Regions from separate parts of the Hordeum vulgare genome. Here region 2 is linked to region 1. Evidence: chromatin contacts called from public Hi-C data. All regions are on one chromosome and are shown on one strand. The core of a region is the stretch at or near the end of the contact, and the rest is flanking DNA. Distances in the headings are between cores, read along the strand shown.

The links. Hi-C and Micro-C count contacts between places; a contact is called where the count stands out from the background.
Region 2: a contact with region 1 is called in a Hi-C map of leaf, with 10 times the contacts expected there. The contact joins the promoter of LOC123452982 here to the promoter of LOC123398966 in region 1. A contact is called at or near these places in 3 of 6 Hi-C or Micro-C datasets (leaf and seedling) and 1 of 1 datasets of contacts at active chromatin or transcription factors (embryo).

Annotation. Positions count from the first base shown.
Region 1 is chr5H:338,647,424-338,652,595 of MorexV3_pseudomolecules_assembly, forward strand. It overlaps LOC123398966, which reads right to left and starts at 2,052. Exons shown (of 14, transcript XM_045093403.1): 1 at 1,643-2,052; 2 at 1,217-1,316; 3 at 994-1,121; 4 at 663-822; 5 at 424-536. The coding sequence starts at 1,644.
Region 2 is chr5H:339,137,094-339,142,265 of MorexV3_pseudomolecules_assembly, forward strand. LOC123452982 (protein TONNEAU 1b-like) reads right to left here and starts at 1,940. Exons shown (of 8, transcript XM_045129733.1): 1 at 1,740-1,940; 2 at 810-945; 3 at 185-273; 4 at 1-100. The coding sequence starts at 1,826.

The DNA.
Region 1 (5,172 bases), core at 802-3,301:
GCACTTCTATATATATTATACAAGATTCCTGGATTTTACGACACTAGACAGCTACATCTTTCATGTGGCCTATAAAGCTATCAAATGTTCTTTACAGATGCTATAAAATTCTAGCGGCCCTCGGTCAATACTTAGATTAGATTAGCCTGAAATTGACGTGGTTGTATCAAGGACATGTCATGTTAGAATCGACGATTATTTGAACTTACTTTTGATGGAAAACCACCTAATACACAACCAAACTCTCACTGTACTTTCTTAGTCGCATACAAACAATTATATAGCTCAAGCAAGTATTGAAGGCTACAGGCACGTATAGTACACAAAGGTAGGATAGTAGTCACTCGATATATCAATGTGATTGTAGCATCGGCCAATATGTATGCATGTTGAAAAGATCATTAGTGTCATTTGTAGACATACACGCTGATACCGTTGTTTGTTGATGTCTGCTGGGAAGGAGCCCCGGTAGGACGTGAAACTGAAACCTTCAAAACCTTTCCATACTGACCAAAGTATTCCCTGCGCTCAAGTACCTAAAACAAAGGATAATAGTAATGTTGGCGTCAGAGCTAGAATTTACAGTGTCACTCAGCATAACAGAATCCAAATCTTCTCTCAGAAGAAAGAATCGAGACATAAGGAAAGAATAATGTGCTCACACTCTCATTGCATAAATTTACAGGTAGCCCAATTATGTAGACCAGGTTTCTCTGTATAACTCTGACACTGGCCAGATGCTTCTTAGCTTCCACAGTTAGTGTCTTTGACTTAACCTTTTGGGTCTTCTGCTTCTTGTCTGTATTTTTATCTGCTACCGTTCTGTATACATGGAATGAACGTAAGTTGCAAGTCTATCATCGCAATATACATGAGGAAAGAGTTTTCGCGCACTGAGTAATCTAGAAAAGGAATCTCCGGTTGATGGCTTAAGCATGGCAGCCCTCGGAGGCAGAGAATGCATATAAAGTGAAAGTTGGAGTCGGGGATTACCTGTCACAAGTGGCAGCCATCTTAACAATCCTGTCCTTGTCATAGCGTGTGCGGCAGGCAGGGCAACGACCCTCTGTGTCCTCTTTCTCAGCCATGTCAATGATGTGGTGCCAGCACCAGACACAAATCTGCAGAGTCGCATACATACAGAAACAAAACAATGAGAGAGCGTCCTGGTTGTTGTGCAGGCAGGGCAGGGGTTAGTCGCTGATGAGGATAGTACCTCGTAGCCACATTTGCAGGGCTTGAGTTGCTGGTCAGTGATGTCCATCTCCTCGGCGCAGAGCGGGCAGGTGCGGTCTCCGTCATCGCTCATCGTCATCCTGCGGTTCCAGCAAGGGGAGAACCCACAGAAACGTCAAATTTAAAAGAGGACCAAAACGAAATCCATATAGGGACAACCCCATAGCTACGGGAAGCCCGAGATCTCAAATATCCGAAGGTCAATCTGCGGGATTCTAACAAATCGGCCACCCAATCTATCCGCAAAGGCGTCTAGGGTCCGAAATTCCAAGCTGGATTGCATCGGATGGCGCATCAAATTAATAATAAACGCACGGGTGCGGCCTAAATTTCCGATCGGATTGAACCAAATCTGCTCGGATGATTACGGAGGAACCGCGGGGGCGGAGGAATCAGGCGAACTCACATTGGAGGTGGATCCGATTGGGCGGCGCGAGAGGCGAAACCCTAGAGGGGATTGACTGGTCGAGGTCTGGTGGCGTGGGCGGGGGCGGGGGCTCTCTCTGATCGAATCAAGCGAACGAGGGAGAGGGGGCGGGGGAGGGAGGGGGGATTGGTGGTGGGCGATGGGTGGTGGATTGGGAGCGAAAAGGTTGGACTTTCGGTGGAGAAAGAGGGAAGTTGAGTCGATGTGTGTGTATGTATGTATGTATGTATGTGCTGCGCCGGGCTTGTGCTGGGGAGGGGAAGGGAAGGGAAGGGAAGACGAAGGAAGGCAAGGAAGGAGATGGCGACGCAAAGAAAGCATAGGGTAGGGCGGAGAAGGGATTGCCGCACCGCGCACCACCACTCGCTCCCTGGATCGCCTCCTCCTGTGCCCTACCATGTGCCCGCTTCCTTGCCTTGTTTAGGCCTTCCTTTCATTCTCATTCCCATGATTCAATCCAAGACATAAAAATAGAAAGCACCATAAAAACGTCCCATGAGATATGTATATGTAAAAGAATTACTAGATGTTTTGTACTTTTATTAACAAAAACAGATGAAAATAAGGCATTGGCGGGTAATCGCCTAGTCTGTTGTCTTCAACCGATTTCATGTTAATGGTTTTCGGACTCCCGTGTTTCCTTTTTCTTTTATTCCTCGCCGTTGGGTGATTGGTTATATCAAGTTTTTTCTTGGTCGATTAATTGGCGATCTCGCTACAAGGTCGGGGGCCAGCGAATATTGGTAGCGTTGATGCTATGAAATTGTTATATTTATATTTATCTTCCTTTCGTTTCAGCAACTTCGGCCCTTTTCAACAGCTCCCTGCTCCGCAGCTTCGCTCCTGGAGCGGCCAGAGCGGAGCGGTCTGCAACCTATTTTTGTAGAGTCGTGAAAACGGCGTTCCATCCGCTCCCGTATTTTACGGAGCTAGATGGTTGCCGAACAGGGTCTTCTTCTTTGAACCTTGTGTGTGTCGCTGCTCTCGTAGTCGCTAGCCACCAGCAAGAGAATGGGATTGATGGTCATTCAAGATATGGAATCCATTAACATTTTCTTCCTCGTGGACTTTTCTTTCCCTCTGCCTCCGGCTTCTTCTCTACAACTTATGCATATTGGATTTGATAGCTTTTCTAGAACTAAAACATATATAATTTTACTTTCTCATAAATGTTAGATTTTTATATAAAGTTTTGTACATTTGAATTCTAACATACTATTTTACAAAGATGTAAAAAATAAAGAAAAATATTTTTTAGTTTTCAGCAAGGATGGAGCAAAATGGACCAAAGAAAAACCTTAGACGGCTTGGTCGTGCACCAAGGGTGTGTGTGACTCCCATGGCCACCGCCTCTCGCACCTCTTCGTTCTCATGGTTTATGTACCCAGTTAAGTCCAAATTTGGGATGGTTTTACCTTTGTTTTGTGCCTACATAGTATACTTTGCCAGATTTTATCGCGTGCACGCACTTTTTTCATATGTTTTCATCGGGATGTCGTTTTCGGGTGTGTTTGAAAGTTTAAGAAAAGAATGTCAAGAAAGGGTGATGAAACCACACCAATTAATGTGATAAATTATCATCATAAAGCATTGGGGAGGAAACCTGAGCTACGAGGGAGCAAATAGAGCGCTTAATGACACGTGGTACGAGCGCACGTGCTCGTACCGCCCCTCGTACCACGTGTCATCCCCGCCATCTGGGCAACTACTTTAACCTCGTGTGATTGGATCAAGGATCAAACGACTGATACGTCTTCATCGTATCTACTTTTCCGAACTTTTTTGTCCTTGTTTTGGACTCTAATTTGCACGATTTGAATGGAACTAACCCGGACTAACGTTGTTTTCAACAGAATTGTCATGGTGTTGCTTTTGTGCAGAAATGAAAGTTCTCGGAACGTCCTGAAAATTTACGGAGAATTTTTCTGGAAAATATGAAAAATACCTGCGCAAAGATCCATCGGAGGGGATGGGCCAGTGGGCCACAAGCCCTCTTGCCGCGGCCACCCCCCCCCCCCCCCCCGACCGTGACAACCAAGCTTGTGGGGCCCACGTGACTCTGCCGCCCCCAAACTCAGCTCTATAAATTCACTTTCGCCCAAAAAAATGAGAAGAGAAGATTTCGTCGTGTTTGCGATACGGAGGCGCCGCCACATCCTGTTCTTCATCTGGAGGATAGATCTGGAGTCCGTTTTGGGCTCCGGAGAGGGAAAATCGTCGCCATCGTCATCATCAACCTTCTTCCCTCTCCAATCCCATGAAGCTCTTCATCGTTCGTGAGTAATCTATTTGTAGGCTCGCTGGACGGTGATGAGTAGGATGAGATCTATCATGTAATCGAGTTAGTTTTGACGGGGATTGATCCCTGGTATGCACTATGTTCTGAGATTGATGTTGATACTACTTTGCTATGCTTAATGCTTGTCACTAGGGCCCGAGTGCCATGATTTCAGATCTGAAATTATTATGTTGTCACCAATATATGTGTGTTTTAGATCCGATCTTGTAAGTTGTAGTTACGACCCGGCAACCCCGGAGTGACAATAACCGGAACCACTCCCGATGATGACCATAGTTTGAGGAGTTCATGTGTTCACCAAGTGCTAATGCGTTGTTCCGGTTCTTTATTAAAAGGAGAACCTTAATGTCTCGTAGTATCCTCTTGGACCCCGCTGCCGCGGGAGGGATGGACAATAGATGTCATGCCCTAAGCACGTATGACTACACACGGAATGCATGCCTACATCACATTGACGAACGGGAGCTAGCCACATATCTCTCCGTGTTATAACTGTTGCATGATGAATATCATCCAAACAAATCACCGACCCATTGCCTACGAGTTTGTCCGACTGCTGTTGTTACTTGTTTTGCTCTGTTGTTGTTACTACTGTCGCTTGCTACTGTTGCTACTTGCTACTGTTGCTACTTGCTACTGCTGTCACTAGTGTTGTTCCTTGCCACTGCTGTTACTCGTTACACTGCTGCTACCTGCTATAATTCTGGTTCGCACGACGTTGACGGGAAAAGACAATTTCTGTCAACGGGCAACTTCTCGCACCATTGATACGACAGTTAGGAATAGTCTGTCGTCAACAGATCGTTTCTGACACCGTTGTTATCATCCTACCTTGCTGCTGATACTTTGCTTGCAGATACTAATCTTTCAGGTGTGGTTGAATCTGACACATTCAATTGCTAATACTCGAGAGTATCCTCTCACCTCCTGTCTCGCTAACCAACAAATTTGGGTCGAATACTCTACCCTCGAAAACTGCCGTGAACCCACGCGCTGGTGGGCCATTGCAACACAATTGCTAATTGTTGAGCAACTGGGAGCAGTTTTGGTTGTGTTGTCGTGAAGGCATCAAGTCAGGGACTCGTCAACAACATTCTTCTGGCGTCGTTGCCGGGGAGTGCTAGCAGCATTTTTCTGGCGCCGTTGTCGGGGAGGTATTGTTATATTCTCTGAGTCACTTGGGATTTATATCTGCTGATCACTATGAAGA
Region 2 (5,172 bases), core at 690-3,189, 490 kb after region 1:
GAACATCTAGAAGCATGGGACCACTCTCAGCACTCCTGCTCCCTTCAGCTCCATTTTTGTTAGAAAAATCCTTTAGCTCATTCTTCCAAAAGTCCTTGGGCTGATTTACAGTACAAGGCACACATTAGTGGATGCTAATTTTTCATAAGCAGGGCTAGATCCATTAAATACAAGAAATGGTTACCAGATTACATTCTGGCAAATAAACTTTCATCGTGTGACTTAGCTGGGCCCACTCCAAGTATTCACCTATAAGTGCTGTTAATAATCTACCTGCAAGCAACAGAAACTCTAGGGTGTGAACCACTCACATCCAACATGGTTTGCAAAAACATTTTGACGAATGTTGAAGACCTTCAACATTGAAGGCGTATGTGATTGGGACTGGAAGCAACGTAAACAAATGCAATAAGTTGCATTCGACAAATGCTTCTTTCAGTTAACATCGGTGCAGAGGTATGGCAGATAAAGAATCATAGGTCAGTTATTCATAACAGAGGAGCAATGAGGATAGATATTTCAGAAGTGCAGAAGAAAATGAAAAAGGTATGCAACAAGTCTAATTTATTGAGTTCCATTATTGTTAGCTAAAAAAGGTGACCACACTAAAATCGGCCAATATTTAGAGCAGAGAAAAATATTATGATGCAATACAGTGTCAATCTAGTATACATCTGGAATATATATTCACCAACAACAGTACGAAACTGAAAATCATAGAGCATGGTAGGAGTATATAGCAGACCAGATCTGGCAACACGTACAGTTTATCAATCCAATACCTAGGTACCATGTTTGAAAAAACAAACCTGACGATGAAGCATGCAGCTGCTTAGCACGGTCATTGCAGCTACCAAGCAAAGCAGGATTCCCGCCATCTTCGTTCTCCTCTATCACGCGGTCCTCCTCTTCTATGGCCTCAAACACACTTGCTCTCAGTTCAGCCTGGTCATGCAAGACAAATGATGAGAAAAATATGAAGTTCTGTGCCAGAATGAGCAATTCCATGTAGATCTAACTCACAGGAGCATGTAGTTTTCGTCGAACATGGCCTGGGTTAAATAGCAGATAAGGAAGCTATGGATGTAGATTTTATTGAACATAACATAGGTTTAGTGGATAAGGAAACAACAACACATCTTCTCTTCTTCAGCCAACAATTATATATGTGAATTTATTGCATCCTTTAAACTGAGCCACACACCCAACTGTTCTATGTCCTTGCAGAATAACAAAAGGAGCATTGTAAAAATAACAACAAAAATAGAGAAACTGTTGGTGCTTGATGCTTATAGTGCAAACAAAGATGGTATCGCCTCGTAGCACTGAGATCATCTGGTGATGCAGATAACCCACAAGAACATTTTCTACAAGATAATGTAATCGGAACTAGAGTACTGCTCGTATGTCCAGCAATCTGAACAAGAAAAGGAGCAGTAGCACGCGCACAAAAGCTGGACCCTCCCCAACTATCAAATGGTTCCGTGTAGAATCTGAAACGCACAGTGAATCTAACAGGAACGGGGCTCCTAGGGTGAAATTTTCACTCACAAAGGGGTCATTTGTCTACTCCACGCGCGCACAAAGAGAGAAGAAGATGTAGGAGATTCGGCGAAGGGGGTCGTGGGAGCACGAAATGTGGAGATCCTGGAAGGACGCGGGGAGAGAGGGGAGGCAGATCCGCCCTAGCCCCTGGCCCTAGTGGATCGGAAGTGAGAAGGGGGTGGGGAGTGACGGACCCTAATCTTGGCGAGGACGCCCTTCTTCTCGAGGGTGCGGGTGACGAGCGTCTTGAGCTCCATCATCTCCCGCGCGTAGTCGTCCATGTCCTCTCCTCTCTTCCGCGCGGCCTCCTCCCTTTTCTTTTGTGCTCGGGGCGGGGGGCAGGCGGAGGCGGAGGTGGAGCAGCCCTGCGATGCGAGAGGAGGGAGAGAGATGGGAAGGAGAAGAGTAGCAGGGAGGGAGGTCTATTTACTAGACGACCCCCGGCGGTGAATTTATGACAAGTGGGTCCTCGAGATGGACGTTATGTTTTACAATGCGACCCCTCTGCATTGGATGACTCCAAGTGCATAGTTTTGTAGGACAGCAAAAAAAAATCTGAAGGGCTTGTTTGGTTAATCCCTCTCACAAAGGGATTGGAATGGATTGGAGGGGATTAAGGTGGATTTTGACTTGCACGGGATTTAGGGCCTGTTTGAGACTGCTCCGCTTCAGAAAAATCAGCTCTACTCTCAAAATCGCAAGCCAAACGAGGCAGCTCCACGATGTCCAACTCCACAAAAAAACTCGAATCTGAGGGCCAGCTTAGTGTTTTCTGTGAATGTTACAATAATACGCTAATGCAAGATCATATACGACACACCGAGGCACGACATTTGTTAACGAGGTTCACCGATATGGCTACATCCTCCGGGCATGACTACAGGCGCTCCTCCCCAAGATACCGCAACACCGGTCGTCCGGGCGCCGGCATAAGTCGTCCTCCCCTCCCCCCCCCCCCCGTACCTATTGCTATCCGGTCGTCATGGGTTACAACGTGTGGTGCCCCTCGATATATAAGAGGCCTAGGATACAAAGTGTCTGACTCCTACACGACTCGTATTTATCCACACCAATTACAACTCTAAGTCCACGTAACCCCTTGCGTACATAATATTCGACGCAAATATAACAAACTCCACCTTGGCGAATATTCTCCACCACCTAGAAGTCGTCCATGCGTCGAGCCTCCATGTACTTCGAACTTGGATTGTCTTCGTTGTAGCTTACTTAGAGCTACCCAACGGGTCTAACCCGCCGCCACCATGAGACTCCACTGCTACTCCTGCAGCTCCACTCTTCATGACTCCACATGCAGTAGTGCTCCCTTGCAACTTGTAAAGATGCAAAGCCGTCCTCTCTCATATCATCACGATCATCCCATCTTCTATTATTTTCATGGTCTTCTTATCCCGATCACAATGGAATTCCATACCACCATCATGAAGAACACCAAGCGAAATTAGATTCCTCCTTAGCCCTGGCACATACCTGACTCCCCGAAGCATACGCTCAACTCCGTCAAACATCTTGATTTTGATGTCACCTATTCCAGCAACACGATAACCAGTGTTATCGCCCATGTAGGTGAAACCAAACTCACCGGACTTGTACAAAGAGAACCACTCCCTGTTGGACGTCGCATGAAAAGAGCAAGCTGAATCCAACATCCACGCTTCATTTTTAGTTGTCCGTCTGTCTGATACTACGAGAGCATCACTACTGTTGTCTGAGTCACCACCATGAGTAGACATGTTAGCACTAGCCTCACCCTTCAGTTCTGGGCATTCCCTCTTTATATGTCCCCAATCCTTGCACCTGTAGCACTGAACCTTTTTCTTCGTTTTCTTCTCTGCCTCTTGTCCCTTCCTGAGCTTATAACCTTTAACTGCCAACCCCAAACCTTGAGTATTATCCCTTTCAGCAACATTATTTTGCTTCCTCAACTCATGTCCAAGCAACGCTGCCGTGACTTCCTCATTATTGACGGTTGTCTTTCCATGTGTCAACGTAATGACCAAATGCTCATAGGACGGTGGCAACGAAACAAGAAGAAGTAGTGCCTTATCCTCGTCCTCAATCTTCACATCCAGAGGCGCTAGATCCGTGACCAACTGATTAAAGGCGTTCACATGCTCCACAAGATCCGACCCCTCCTGCATCTTCAGCCCATAGAACTTTTGCTTCAAATACAACTTATTGGTCGCTGACTTGGACATACAACGACTTGCCATCTTGTCCCAAATTCCCTTAGGAGAATCTTCGTCCATGACATGATACATGACCTGGTCCGCAAGACACAACCGTATGTTGGCGGCTGCCCGCACTTGCATATCCTCCCACGTATCGTCGTCAACCTTGGCCGACTTTGTCTCCTGCAAACCTTTCAAGATTCACTGTTGCGCCACAAGATCCTTGACCCTTGACTACCATAGACCAAAGTTACCCGTGCCATCGAATTTCTCCACCTCAAATTTGGTGAACCCCGGCGCCATGCCGAGACGCGATCTAACGGACCTGTTGCCGCCGGTTTGACCGCCCTTGCTTGCCTCTGCGACTTCCTCATGAAAAAGATCATCGATCCCAAATTCTTCGTCTGAAGCCACGTCGCAGTCCGCGATCTACCAAGAACCTTGACTCGCACCGTCCCTGTCCGCCCTTCAGAAATTGTCGTGAAGCCTGTCACCGTAACGCAGATCGAATATCTATCGTAGCCGAATCGCTCCACCCTTTTTCTGAACTTGCAAACTATGTTTGGCGCCTTCGGTGTCTCCGTCGCCGGCCTTTTATTACCACTGGATCGACCACGGCTTGCCTTTTCCTTGCCTCTCACGGAAATCGAGTCCAAATTTTCCACAACTTGCATCGAGTCCCTCATCCGAGTCCAAAATCTATTTATGGACCCAACATGCATGCACAAAAGATCTCCAGAACCGCACTTGCCTCCAACAGTGCACCGACCATATCAGACTAGGCACTAGTCCATTACCATCACGGTTCATGCCCTGCCCTAGACACACGTACATGATTCCTTTAAACCGCCATGCATGCTTGCTTATCTTCTGGACTCTTACTTTCAGACAATACACCCTGTCGAGTCTTGCTAAAGCATGCAACCCAACCCGGCTGTCTCGCGAAACCTGTCGCACGCGGAGACCAGCCGTCGTACACCGAGCGGCCATCCCGCGTACCCGGTCATGGCTTTCCTTCTCGCGATCCGATCACCTTGGAAAAGCTCGCCGCCAATTTCGACGAACAACTCATAACTCTGATCTTGGTTATCGCCAGCGATCTGTAACATGCCCTATCGCGCATACTCGCTGTAAGCCAACCCTACTACAATAGTCGCCACTTCGCGCAACATCCATGCACGAGCCGTGTCGTACCTTGGCCACCCGCGTCGCCGACACAATTCGTCCGCAGTGTCGTGCCGCCGCACTTGTACAACACCAAGCGCATCATCTCGATGCTCTCACACCCCGATCTATCCGGTCGTCCCCCATGTCTGGTGGCCGGTCTGATCGCGAGCCGAATCCGTCGCCTTCACAACGTCTTCAACATCCATTACATCGATCCGATCGCCACGTCTAGCCGATCCTTACTGACCGCAGTTGAAAGGACCACGATGAT